3 separate regions of the Sus scrofa genome follow, and regions 2 and 3 are each linked to region 1. Evidence: chromatin contacts called from public HiChIP or PLAC-seq data. All regions are on one chromosome and are shown on one strand. Each heading gives the region's core, a stretch centred on a gene start, on an enhancer-like site or on the middle of the called end of the contact. The rest is flanking DNA. Distances are from core to core; before and after follow the strand shown. Region 1 overlaps BABAM2 (BRCA1-A complex subunit BRE). Region 2 has its middle 14 kb from the start of MRPL33. Region 3 has its middle 46 kb from the start of MRPL33.

The links. HiChIP or PLAC-seq counts read pairs in DNA pulled down with a chosen protein or histone mark.
Region 2: a contact with region 1 is called in an H3K27ac HiChIP or PLAC-seq map of alveolar macrophages. The contact joins two enhancer-like sites. A contact is called at or near these places in 2 of 2 datasets of contacts at active chromatin or transcription factors (alveolar macrophages and skeletal muscle).
Region 3: an H3K27ac HiChIP or PLAC-seq map of alveolar macrophages shows a contact between it and region 1. The contact joins two enhancer-like sites. A contact is called at or near these places in 1 of 47 Hi-C or Micro-C datasets (heart right ventricle) and 2 of 2 datasets of contacts at active chromatin or transcription factors (alveolar macrophages and skeletal muscle).

The regions. Positions count from the first base shown.
Region 1 is chr3:111,042,667-111,046,746 of Sscrofa11.1, reverse strand. The region is part of intron 7 of BABAM2 (BRCA1-A complex subunit BRE); the gene reads left to right. Among named protein-coding and RNA genes, the nearest start is that of FOSL2, 200 kb to the right of the region's middle. Within about 2 kb of position 2,161, at least 9 of the 83 cell types and tissues checked have an H3K27ac peak or open chromatin away from gene starts, as enhancers often do. A contact at or near this core is called in alveolar macrophages, where this site is marked.
Region 2 is chr3:111,451,077-111,455,068 of Sscrofa11.1, reverse strand. No RefSeq gene overlaps it. Among named protein-coding and RNA genes, the nearest start is that of MRPL33, 14 kb to the right of the region's middle. Within about 2 kb of position 2,223, at least 25 of the 83 cell types and tissues checked have an H3K27ac peak or open chromatin away from gene starts, as enhancers often do. A contact at or near this core is called in alveolar macrophages, where this site is marked.
Region 3 is chr3:111,482,922-111,486,959 of Sscrofa11.1, reverse strand. No RefSeq gene overlaps it. Among named protein-coding and RNA genes, the nearest start is that of MRPL33, 46 kb to the right of the region's middle. Within about 2 kb of position 2,244, at least 44 of the 83 cell types and tissues checked have an H3K27ac peak or open chromatin away from gene starts, as enhancers often do. A contact at or near this core is called in alveolar macrophages, where this site is marked.

The DNA.
Region 1 (4,080 bases), core at 912-3,411:
CTGACAAAGAGCTTTTATCCAGAGTATACAAAGAACACATACAATTTAAGAATAAGAAGGTAAACAGCTCAATAAAATGTAGGCAAAAAAAAGAGTTGAATGCATATGGAGTCGTTAGGAAATGCAAATTAAAACCACAATGCCATAACAGTACACACCTACTGTAATGGCTAAAATTAAAAACACTGACCAAACCAAGTGTTGGCAAGGGCATGGAGAAGCTAGAACTTTCAATGAAATATAAAATAGCACATTTACTTTGAAAACAGTTTGACAGTTTCTTACAAAGTTAAACATACACCTGACAAATGACCCTCTCATTCTACTCCCAGGTCCTTAGCAAAAGAAAGAAAAGCATACATCCACACAAATATTTGCACGTGAATTTTCATAGTAGCTTTATTTGTAGTAGCCAAAAGGTGGAAACAACCCAAATGTCCATCAACAAGTAATTAGATAAATACATTGTGGTATAGCTATACAGTGGAATATTACTCAGCAATAAAAATGAATATACTGTTGAAACATCCCACAATGGATAAATCTAAAAACCGTCATGTTGAGACAGGGAATTCCCCGTCATGGCTCAGCAGAAATGAATCTGGCTAGTATCCATGAGGACGCAGGTTCAATCTCTGGCCTCGATTAGTGGGTTAAGGGTCTGGTGTTGCTATGAGCTATGGTGGAGGTCACAGATGCAGCTCAGATCCTGCATTGCTGTAGGTGTCGAGTAGGCCAGCAGCTGCAGCTCCATTTCGAACCCTAGCCTGGGAACTTTCATATGCTGTGGGTGTGGTGCTAAAAAGACAAAAAAAAAAAAAAAAAAAAAAAAAAACTAGACAAAGAAGAGTACATACTGTATGATTCCATTCATATAGAATTCTAGAACATACAAACTAATCTACAGTGACAGAAAGCAGATCAGTGGTTGTCTGGGGGCATGAGTTGCAGGAGAGAGAGGTTACAAAGTGTTACGAGGAAACTTCAGGGGATGGTGAGTATGTTTGTTGTCTTGATTTGGGAGAGTTTCTCTGGCATGGTATATCCATGTCTCAAGTCACTTACATTGTATGCTTTGAAAATGTGCCGTTTAGTACATGTCAGTTATTCCTCGAAGCTGTAGGAAAAAAAACACTGTTTGCTTCATATGATCATTTTCATTTAACTGATGACATCAATCAAAGAGCTATTTCCAGCAGGAACTCAGTGGCCCTCTGACACTGGCAGGAGATGGTACATGAGCCAGGGAGGAAAGCTGAAGCAGTCACAATTTGTGGGTCCTTGTTACTAGATTGGGTTTCAAGCTCCTGTTTTGAGCTTGTATTTTCATTCATTTCAGAGCAACTTCTCTTGAGCAATAGTTCTGTTTATGATACCTATGGAGAATGAATGAGGCACATTTTATTTTATTTTATTTGTCTTTTTTGCTAAGGCTGCACCTGCGGCATATGGAGGTTCCCAGGCTAAGGGTTAAATCAGAGCTGTAGGAGCTGGCCCGCGCCACAGCCACAGCAACACCAGATCCAAGCTGCACAGCTCATGGCAACACCAGATCCTTAACCCACTGAGCAAGGCCAGGGATCAAACCCACAACCTCATGGATTCTAGTCAGATTTGTTTCCAAGGAGCCATGACCAAAAGTCCTGAATTAGACACATTTAAAATGACATTTTGATGAGATTTTAATTCGTTGGTGGCAAAGACTAATAAATCTGCCCTCTTGAGCCCCTCTTCCTCAGGTGTTAGGCAAGAGGCTAGATTTGTGTGCCATGCTCAGTGGACACATGTCCATCCGAAGGCCTGGCCTCTGGCTGTCTTTGCCACTTAATAAATGCTTGACCTCGGCAAGTCATGGCCCTCAGTCCCAGTGTCGTGTGTAAAGTGAGAGTAATAATACCTGTTCCGCCTGCCTCCCAGAATGGATGTGAGCGTGTGGGACCACACTTTAAAAACTGTCCCACGGAATGAAGATGCAAGGGGTTCTTGCTGCTTCGGTTGTATCTTGGCTGGGATCTCACTGTCTGCTTATTCCTTGCTCAAGAAAACCCGAGGTGTGTCATGTTTGCCGCATACAAGAAGGAAAAGAAGGCGGTATCACACTTCAGTGTAGAAACAGCCTGTGTCACTGAAACTTATGACCCTGTGGCCGGGGGCCCTCCACCCTACTCCTTCCAAAGCAGCTCTCTCTCTCTCTCTTCCCTTTTTTCTCTTCCCTCCTCTGCTTCCTCATTTTGCTTCATTCACTTCGTCAACAGATATTCGCCAAGCACCTGCCAGGTGTCAGGTCCTGTAGGCAGTAGAAATACAACAAAGAAGAAAACAGATGAGTCACTGCCTTTGCAAAGCTGCCCTTCCGGTGGCCGGGGGGGCAGGGAGGGGGTGCAGTTTGATAAGTTATGAGGGGGACGAGAAGGGGTGCTCTAGAGCCCCTGGGAGGACCCCCAACCCAGATTTGAGGAGGCAGGGGAAGGAGACATCTGAATTGAGACTCGAGATTAAGTAAAGTTCAGCCACGCAGAGGATGGAAGAGAGAGATCTGCTCAAAAGGAACAGCATGTGCAGGGGTGTAGAGGAAAGCTTAGTAGGACCAGAGATTAGGGTGGTCCCACTAAGGGTTAGGGTGGAAGGCAGGTAGGCAGGAGACGGAATGAGGATGTTTTCTGAGGACCGCTTGTGTCGGGGCTCCCGGTAAGAGCAGGGGGATGCATGTGAAGTTATACACGGGGTCAGCCCACCAGCTCCCTGACTCTGCAGGAGGCTTCTGCTCCCAGCTCCCAGAATTCCTTGCGACGTCCTCAAGACAAGAAGGTTGCTGACCTCTGTCTAGGCCAGATTTTCTCTGATAGCTCTGAGCTTACGGTGACCAAACCGACTTTCTTTACATTGTTCTTCTGCCAAGAACACAGAAACCCCTCCAAATAAACAGTGACTCTCACGCCGGTGAGTAAAACCATACTTTTCACTGTTTCCCTCACAACGTGTGGTACCCTTGCAACAGAGACCCTTTAAATGGGAATCTACACCAGAGCGAAACCTGTGCTCCAGCGGGAAGACCAGAAAGATTTGAGTGCAGGGGAAGCTCTCCGAGGTCAAATGCACTGAGTTTTTTTTTTTTTTTTTTTTTTTTTTAACAATAGGAGAATTAATTTCTATTTCCCCTTTCCCCATATGTCATGAGCATTTTTAAAAAACACAGTGGGGAAGGTATGCTCACTTTTGCAAGTTGCAAGAATACTGTTAAGAAGGCAGAGTTCCTGTTGTGGCGCAGCAGAAACGAATCCAACGAGGAACCATGAGGTTGCGGGTTTGATCCCTGGCCTCGCTCAGTGGGTTAAGGATCTGGTATTGCCATGAGCTGTGGTGTAGATCGCAGACTTGGGTCGGATCCTGCGTTGCTGTGAGCTGTGGTGTAGGCCAGCAGCTACAGCTGACCCCTGGCCTGGGAACCTCCATATGCCTCCGGTCCAGCCCTAAAAGGACAAAAGACAAAGAGAGAAAAAAAAAAAAAGAATGCATCTGCAGTTTTTGCTTATTTGCACTTGTGTTGATCTTCCCTTTTTCTTTCTCTTTTATAGCTTTAGGTTTCTCACTATACTTTTCAGGTTCCTCAATCTCTTACAGTCAGTAATATGATGTAACCTTTATAGAATTTTTGTCAGGTATCAGGGTAGTTTATGGTTTATTTTTTGTTTGTTTGTTTGTTTGTTTTTGTTTGTTTTTTTTGTCTTTTTGCCTTTTCCAGGGCCGCTTCCATGGCATATGGAGGTTCCCAAGCTAGGGGTCGAATCGGAGCCGTAGCCACTGGCCTACGCCAGAGCCATAGCAACGCAGGATCCGAGCCGCATCTGCAACCTACACCACAGCTCACGGCAACACCAGGTCCTTAACCCACTGAGCAAGGGCAGGGATCCAACCCACAACCTCATGGTTCCCAGTCGGATTCGTTAACCACTGCGCCACAACGGGAACTCCTGGTTTATTTGTTTTTATATCCAGATTTCTGAATGGGAAAAAAATTCTTATGATGCGAGAATTCCAAGGGCAGAGGGCATGGACCCTATGCAGCAAACTCCTGGATTC
Region 2 (3,992 bases), core at 974-3,473, 410 kb before region 1:
CAAACATTGGAGTCGACTCCTGAAATGTATTAGGCAAAAAATGGAAACCCATTTGACGTTATTGGTTTGGACCCCCTTCTGTTGCCTGAGGCTCCTCACTTGGGCTTCTCCCTGACCCCTCTCCTGTCACCTGCTTCCCCATGGTGACTGTACCAGATCCTCTCACTCTCAGGCCATCTCCCTGTCCTCTCTGTGAGCTTCTGTGCCTTCCTTGCCCCCTCCTCCATGGGGTTGTCCATTCGCAGGCTCTTGCTTCCTTACTGTCCTTCGGGAAGGGTGAGGGGTGATGTGTAATGGTGACTTTCTAGGCACACCAGGGACTCGGTGGCCTCATGGGGAAGTCCCTTGGACACACGGAAGCCCGATCCTACTGTTTCCATGTGGACTCGAGGTCTCTCCCAGGAACGCACCTAATAGTGGGGTGGGACTGTGCCCACTGGGTACCTGCTGGGCCCCGGCATTTTAACTGGCAGCTGGAAAAACCTCCTGTGTACAGCAGGCTGAAAAGAAGGAAGAATGCCTCTTGCCCCTTTGAAATGTTGGTGAAAATTCAAGACAAGTAATTGCATTGTAGAAGTAGAACCCTGGATCAGAAAGGTGGGTAGAAGAATTTTTATCACCTAGGACCTGGGTGTCAGCAGGAGACCATGGCTGAGCTCTCACATCCCAAGGGTCTGCAAGAATGTGGGCGATTCTAGAAGCCAGTCAGAGTACATGTTGTCTTCAGCAGAAACACATGTGCCAGCTACACAGCTGGAGGGTCTGTCATATCAGCATCAGACTTTCAGCACGAGGTTTCCAGAGTCCAGGAAAAAAAGCCTTAAAACTGCAGGATAGCACCTGTTGCTGGCAGCCCTCAGGTTAAAAGCTGAAGAAGGTGGTTATGAAAACGAGGCCCCAGGAAGGCAGGAGCCAATGTTGATTTTTCATCAGCTAAAGCTCCCCGAGGCTGCACTTCTCAGCTGCAGGGGACCCAGGGACGCTGGCCACCTCTTGGCCTGAGCATCAGTGGAACCACATGTTAATAAGGAATGTGGGGGGAGTTCCCTCTGTGGCAAAGCAGTAAGGATCCAAATGCAGTGGCTCAGGTCACTGTGGAGGCACGGTTTGATCCACAGTGGATTAAGGATTTGGTGTTGCCATGGCTGTGGCATAGGTCACAGCTGTGGCTTGGATTCAGTCTCTGGCCTGGGAACTTCCATATGCTGTGGCTGTGGCCACAAAACCCCTCCCCCAAAACCAAAAAAAAAAAACCCAGAAGAATGTGTATAGTCCAAACTTATCAAACTGTGTATCTCAAATATCTTCAATTTGTTGTATATCAATCATACCTCAGTAAAATGGTTTTTTAACAAAGATATGTATGTGGATTTGTTTGTAGTTATAGCTTCTCATATACCCTTTAAATCAATAGCATTGTCAGTAGTTACTGAGCTCAACCCAGTAGGCTGGAATCCCATGTTGACACCTTCTGTCAATGGCTGCCTTCTTGGCCCATTCTGAGCCCCCACAGTGGGCCTGGTAGTTGAGTTCAACCTCAAACCTGCCCACCTGCCTTCGTGGCCCTGGGAGATTCCAGGATTGAGGGGGCTTGAAGGCCTGAGGTGGAGCCAGGCATCGGTTCGTCTTTCTGGGACGGATCCAGAAAGGGCTGTCTCCTCCTCCCCGGACAGTCTGCTCCTGCCCCAGCTGAGCCTGAAATTGGCCTGTGTTCCTGCAAGACTTGGATTAAGGGACTCTTTGGCACATGTTCAGAATGGGTTTCAACCTCACTCCTTAGAATCTGCTAAGCATCCTACTCTCCACCTTCTATGGCTTCACAGATCTCAGAGCACTCATTTCAGGTGTTGGCTTCCCTTCAAAGACTGGCCAAGGCCAAACACTTTGGTCCTTTGGCTGTTGCTGAGGTTGTTCAGGAGGGAGGATATGGGAGCTGTGATCTGAACAAGCTGATGCAATCTAGCTGTGGGCTCTTTGGCAAGTCATTTTGCTTCTCTGGGCTTCAATGTTATCCTCTGTAAGGGCCCACCGTGGCCCAAACAGAAGGCTCAGAGGTCTATCACCCACTGTGCCCAGCGGGGAGTGGAAGGGAGTGCAGGCAGAGTCAGGACAGTGGGGGCGACTCTGGGCCGGAGGACTGCTTTCCCTTCGTGGCCTTCATGGATTAGAGAAGTGCCTGTTGGGTGGGGCCTGGCTGGAAGGAGTGAGACAGTTTCCCCCAGACGTCCCCCTGCCTGAGTGGTTGCCTCACTGCCTTACCACTTTCCAGGGTGGGGCAGGGAAGGGCGGCTGGGTAGCAGCTGATGCAACAGGCAGGCCTGTGTTCTTCGAAGACTCAGCAAAGGTCGGCGGGGCTGGGCCAGCCTGGGCTGCAGCTGCAGGGCTCTGCTCTTGGCAGAGCTTCAGCTTCCTCTTCTCCCCTCCTAACTGAAGTGGGGTTCACTTTCTGGCCATCAGAGCCAGTAATTGATCCTTTGTGTTAGGGTTTACCCACATCCGTGGACTTGTGCTCTTTTAACTTGTAGCTGAAGAGAATATCTTTGCCTGCCAGGAATGCAGACATGCACTGGTGTACACACACACACACACACACTCACACTGGGGTCATCCAGAAGTGAGATAGTTGTTTAGAGAATCTGCTCCCACCAGACCATGCTTCCCACACGTTCTTCCAGGAGGAAGTGGATCCAGTGTAAAGGATGAGAGAGCCTCCAAAGATCTGGAAATTTCCTCCGGTTAGCCAAAGCCTGAAAATAAGCCCTAGGGCATGCCATTTCCATTCCAGGCCACGTCTATCAAATGTAAATGAGACTCTAGGCTACTCTCCATCTCCCAGGGATCTGGATGCCCAGAACACCGTAACTCTTTTAATCTTTTAAGTTGAAAAAAGGAAAGGGTCTGTGAGAGAGAAAAAAGAGAAGGTGCATCAAGTCCTTGACAAAGGAAAATTGCTACATGCAGATTGCCCTCAAACTAGCTTGAACATGAGCAACATAACTTCATCCTCAATGGCAAAGAACTTTGTCTCACTACACCCCGGCTTCAAGGCGATGTAGTGCCTGCAGAAGGCTCAAGAAGGACATTCTGAGGTCAGCTAGGCTCCACACCACTCATGGTCATCACAGTGTGCTTACTATGTGCCAGGCCCTGTGCGAAGAGATTTACGTGAGTTATCACATTTCATTCTCTGCAAACTCTATGAGATCTTCTATTCTTAGCAGAAACTGAGGCACAGAAGTGTAAGTGATTTGCCCAAGGACACAGGGCTAGTAAGTGGCAGAAGGCAGGGCTCCTGGTTCCTCTTACTCTGGATCCTAAACTCATAACCGTCTTGAAAAACCCAAATGTACACATTGAGACTGTAAGTGGGATAGGATCCTTCGAATTACAAAAGGATTCATCAGAATATTCTCTAAGCTCCAAAAATACCTTTAGCTTCTGTCCATAAAAGCCATAATTTTATTTTCTGGAGTTCTGTGTCCGCATTTGAAGTGACACATATCTTGAATCTAATATATAGACTTTCGCTCTTTGGGGAGGGTCGCTCCTAAAACTTTCATCAAATCCGTTCATTCTGTTCATAGTTAACATCCACCTTACTGTCTTATCGGTTTTGAATAAATTTAGTGAGGAGCTTTGGGCCAGGTAAATATAATTTAAGTATGAATTTTATAATTATACATGTGTATATGTTCACACATAATCAAATCTAATCCAATGGATAGCCCGAAAAAGTGAGAGTATAGGGTTTTCATGGTGGAGAAGGAGTTGGGGGCTTTCTTCTTGAATCAGGCGTCAGCTTGATTTATAGATGTTTTATCTCATTAACCTTAATGTCACGGAACTAATTAGTAACTTTGGAACCTGCAAAACACACTCATTCCCATAGCTCTTTAACTTCACCGTGTACCAGATGAAACTGGACCCAGTTATTCTGAATCTTAGACATCTTTTGAAAGGCGTACAGGAAATGCATATCAAACTAGATGTGG
Region 3 (4,038 bases), core at 995-3,494, 440 kb before region 1:
CCCTACTGAAAACAACTCTCATTTTTGCCAGTCTCAACTGCTCCGTGGCCTCGTCACCATCTGGAATGGAATGGGCATTCATTCGCCCTCAAGTGCACTGCCCACACACAGATGTGGGCCACGAGCACCCTCCCAAGTCATGCCTTTGTGTCACTCTGGGGTCAATGGCTTGTGATTTGCCAGAGAGAATTCTCTGGAAAAGGTATGTGGCTAATGTGGCTTCACACAAGCTTTTTTCCCTGGAGGCTGGGAGTTATTGGACTTGTGGTAAGAAAAAGTGGCTAAGATTGTGGGTAGGGGACTAAAGAAATGTCAGAATGAAATAATAGCATCGTTAACATTTATTAGTACTTACTAAATATAAGGCTTTGTGCTAACTGTTTTACAGGAATGATCTCATTTAAGTGACACAATAACCCTATGACATTAGTGTCATTACCATTTGACAGAAACTTCGAGGTCATGTAGGGCTTAGGGGCTGGGGTTCTCATGAACTGAACCAGCACCAGCCACGAATGAAAAGGGGATGCTGGTTTCTCCAAGTTCTCTTTCTCCGATATGGGATATCTCTGTCATTTTGCTAATTATAAAGGTAATGCGCTCTCATGGAAGAATTGAAATGACACAGAAGTGCATAAAGTGAAATACTGAAGGCTTTCCCCATGATACCTCTCTGCGCAGACTTTCCATTTTAAGATCCCAGGCCTCCCCCTATCAGATTCTCTCGTGGATGTCTTTGCACGTGTCAGTACCCACTAGATTATTTCCAAAATTCTAGCAGGGGGATTGGTGAGTCAGAAGATATAAACATTTACATTTTGGTAATTTGTTGAAATGGACAAGTTATTTTATCTTAAGCCATGGTTTGGAATGGAGGCTAAAGAAACAGTGAAAATAGGCCTTTGTGTTGCTGGCAACAGTTTAATTAGTACAATCTTAAAACAATTTGTTAATATATATCAGGAGACTTAAGGAGTTCCCTAGTGGCACAGCAGGTTAAAGATCGGGGGGTGTCACTGCAGCAGCTCAGGTCACTGCTATGGCACCGGTCTGATCCCTGGCCCGGGAAATTCCACATGCCACAGATGTGGCAAAAAAAAAAAAGGAGAGAGACTTAAAAATGCTCATGCTTTTTACCTTAGAGCAGTTTCACTTATGTGAGTCTATCTAACCCAAGGAAATAAATGAAAAAGTAACACTCAGCATTATGATAGACAAAACTGGGTGTGACTCAGCATTATGATAGACAAAATTTGGGCATAACACTAAGGATATGATTAAATAAGCCATGAAAAAAATATGACCATCTCCCTGCTGGAATACTATATAGTCATTAAAAAGGATGGTTTGAAGACTGGTAACATGGTGGAAATGCCTAAAAGGTAAAGTTGAATGAAACAAAGTAATATACAAAATGATGTGGATACATGGTTACAATTGTACAAAAAGAAATTGTAAAGAAATAGTAGCAAAATAATATGAGTGGTTATGTTAGAGTGTTGGGATTAACGTGGTTTTTCGTTTCCATTCTTTCTGTAATGTGGTTTATTTTTGTAGTAAAAGTTATATTTGTTTAAGAGCTAAAAGATAGCTGGAACTTATCAGAAGACTCTGCTACCTTTCTCCTCTCTGGATCTGAGTTTCAGCCTCTATAAGTGAAGCCAACTAGAAGCTGGTGACTTCTCAGTCATCCTAGTTCTGATGTTATATCTTCTCTGATACAAGCAGGTGACTCTTCCTGTTATAGATGCAAAGCCAAAATTCAGTCTTCATGCTGACAATGGAAAGATCAGACTAGAACCTCTTTTGTGACCATGATCTCAGGTTATGCTTACAGATGTCAGAGCCTCTGTATTAATTTGAAGAAGAAGAAGAAGAAAACAGAATGCTGCGTGAATTTGCACAGACACAGCCTTTAGGTTCAGAGTTCCCACTGGGAGGTTGAGGGCCCCAGACGTGGGCGTCCTGGTGCTGGGTGTTTGAGCAGTGACTATCCAGCTCATGCCAGTGTCGAGGGGCTATGACTTGGACCAGCTCCCTTATTCCCCCTGCTATGAGCCTGTTACATTGGAGACCCAGGTGGATTGCACTGACCCTGGGAAATAAGTGAGGCTAGCAAAAGATCTGGAGAAGGTGTGTGTGGGGGGGGCAAGGCTGGAAGAATGCCACTCTGCTGGCACAGCCTTCGTCAGAGCCCTGAAAAGGGCTGAGTGGGCTCTGACTCAGCCCTGTGACTCACTCTCTGTACTGCCGTCTCCATGCTCTGGGCACATCCTCTGGACCATTTCAGCTCAGCCTCCAGTGGAGGAAGTGAGGTTTGGGCCGGCACGTCCGGATGACTCACCCTGGTGAGCTGGAAGCAAGGGACCAAAGCCCCTCTCCTGCACCCCTCATCACCCACCCCGCCCCCTCCAAGGATTCTCCTGCAGTCCCAGCCCTGTGCAGCCCTATGGCTGCTCACCACCCAGGCGCCACCCACCCACCCATACCTCCCTGCTTGCAGTGCCACCATTTCCTTGGTCCCTTCACCTGGTTGTCCTCTGTGTTTCTCCTAGGCATCTGAGGTCAGCTTATAAGGAGGCTTGTAGGGCTCCCCTGGCTTGCCTGTCATTCTGTGGCTCCCCTTTCACACAGCATTGCAGCTTGCAAAATAGTTCAGCATCTCTTGTCTCAGTCGAGTCTCTCTGAGACTCTAAGAAAGCCGGCAGGGCAGCAGGTATCACCCTTCTCCAAGGAAGGACGTGGAAGGTCAAAGAAGTGAAGGAACAAAGAGGTTTGGGAAGCAGGGAGGGGGAGGGGGTCAGAGGCTTAGCACCAAGGGCGAAGCTGTCAGGGGAGCTGCAAGGCCTTTGGTTGAACGGAGGCCTGGGGAAGAGGTGCTGGCCGGTCTCTGATGTGACAAGAAATGTGGCTGCCTGAGAGCAGAAGACAGATGAGATATTTTGACTTCATCCCAAGACCAGTGGGAAACCATGGAGGCCTTTTAAGCCGGGGGCCTGGGGAGCGGCGTGGCAGGGAGCCCGAGCAGCAAGCTGGGAGGCTCCTGTGAGCAGCGGCTCATGGCACAGGGTCGGCCCTGAGGAGCTGGTGTCTGGTGGTTCCTGTAAAGGCGGCCGGAGCTCCCTGGAGGTGGTGGCTGCAGCCAGGCTGAGGGGGAGATTGCGCAGCAGGGAAGAGGGAGGGACTCTGGGGACATCAACACGAGAGCTGAGCAGAGGCAGGAGCGGCCCCCGCAATAGCATCTCATGGGAGGAGGGCGTGTCCTGACCTTAAAGCTCCTGCCCGCCCGTCGGTGTGGACTAGGCCCTGTGAGGGAGGCTGGTCGCTCTTGCCCCACAGAGGCCCAAGGGTGAAATGAGCTGAGGGAACCCCTAGTTCTTCCTCGCTCGGGGTCCCTCTCCTTCTTCCACCCAATGCTGAGTTGCAGGGGTCACCACCCAGGAACAGAGGACACAGCCTTGGCAGGCAGCCAGCAGCTGGCCTCTTGAGAGAGTTCCCGGAACCTCCAGTGAGCTGTGGCTGAGGCTCTGGGAAGGGGCTGGGCTCCCTGAGCCCTTTTAGCCTTGGGGGTGGGTGGATGGGGTGGGGTTTCCAGATAAAATATGGGATATCCCATTAAATTTGAATTTCAGATCAACAACAACTAGTGTTTAGTATAAGTATAGCCCACTGTTCCATGGGACATACTTATATTTTTAAAGTATTTGTTGCTTATCCGGACTGTGTTTGCTAAGTACAGGACAGACACCCATGGGGGCACCTTACTGCCTTCTGCATAGCAGGGCTCTGGGGACTTTCCTTTGTTCGAGGCCATGGGAAGATCCAGCCTCTATGTCCTTCCCAGGCCCTGGGACTTCATGCAGGGTTTAGGGTCGCATGAGGAGACGTGTCCTGTCGCTGATGGCCTTCCAGCTCCTGGCTCCACCCAGCTGGCATCTAACCCAGGCTATTGTGGCTTCCACATGCCAGTGGCTCCCCACTTGGATGGACAGCCCCCTGCCTCTGATGGTGAGGCTCTCCTGCTCCGGCCAGCAGCAT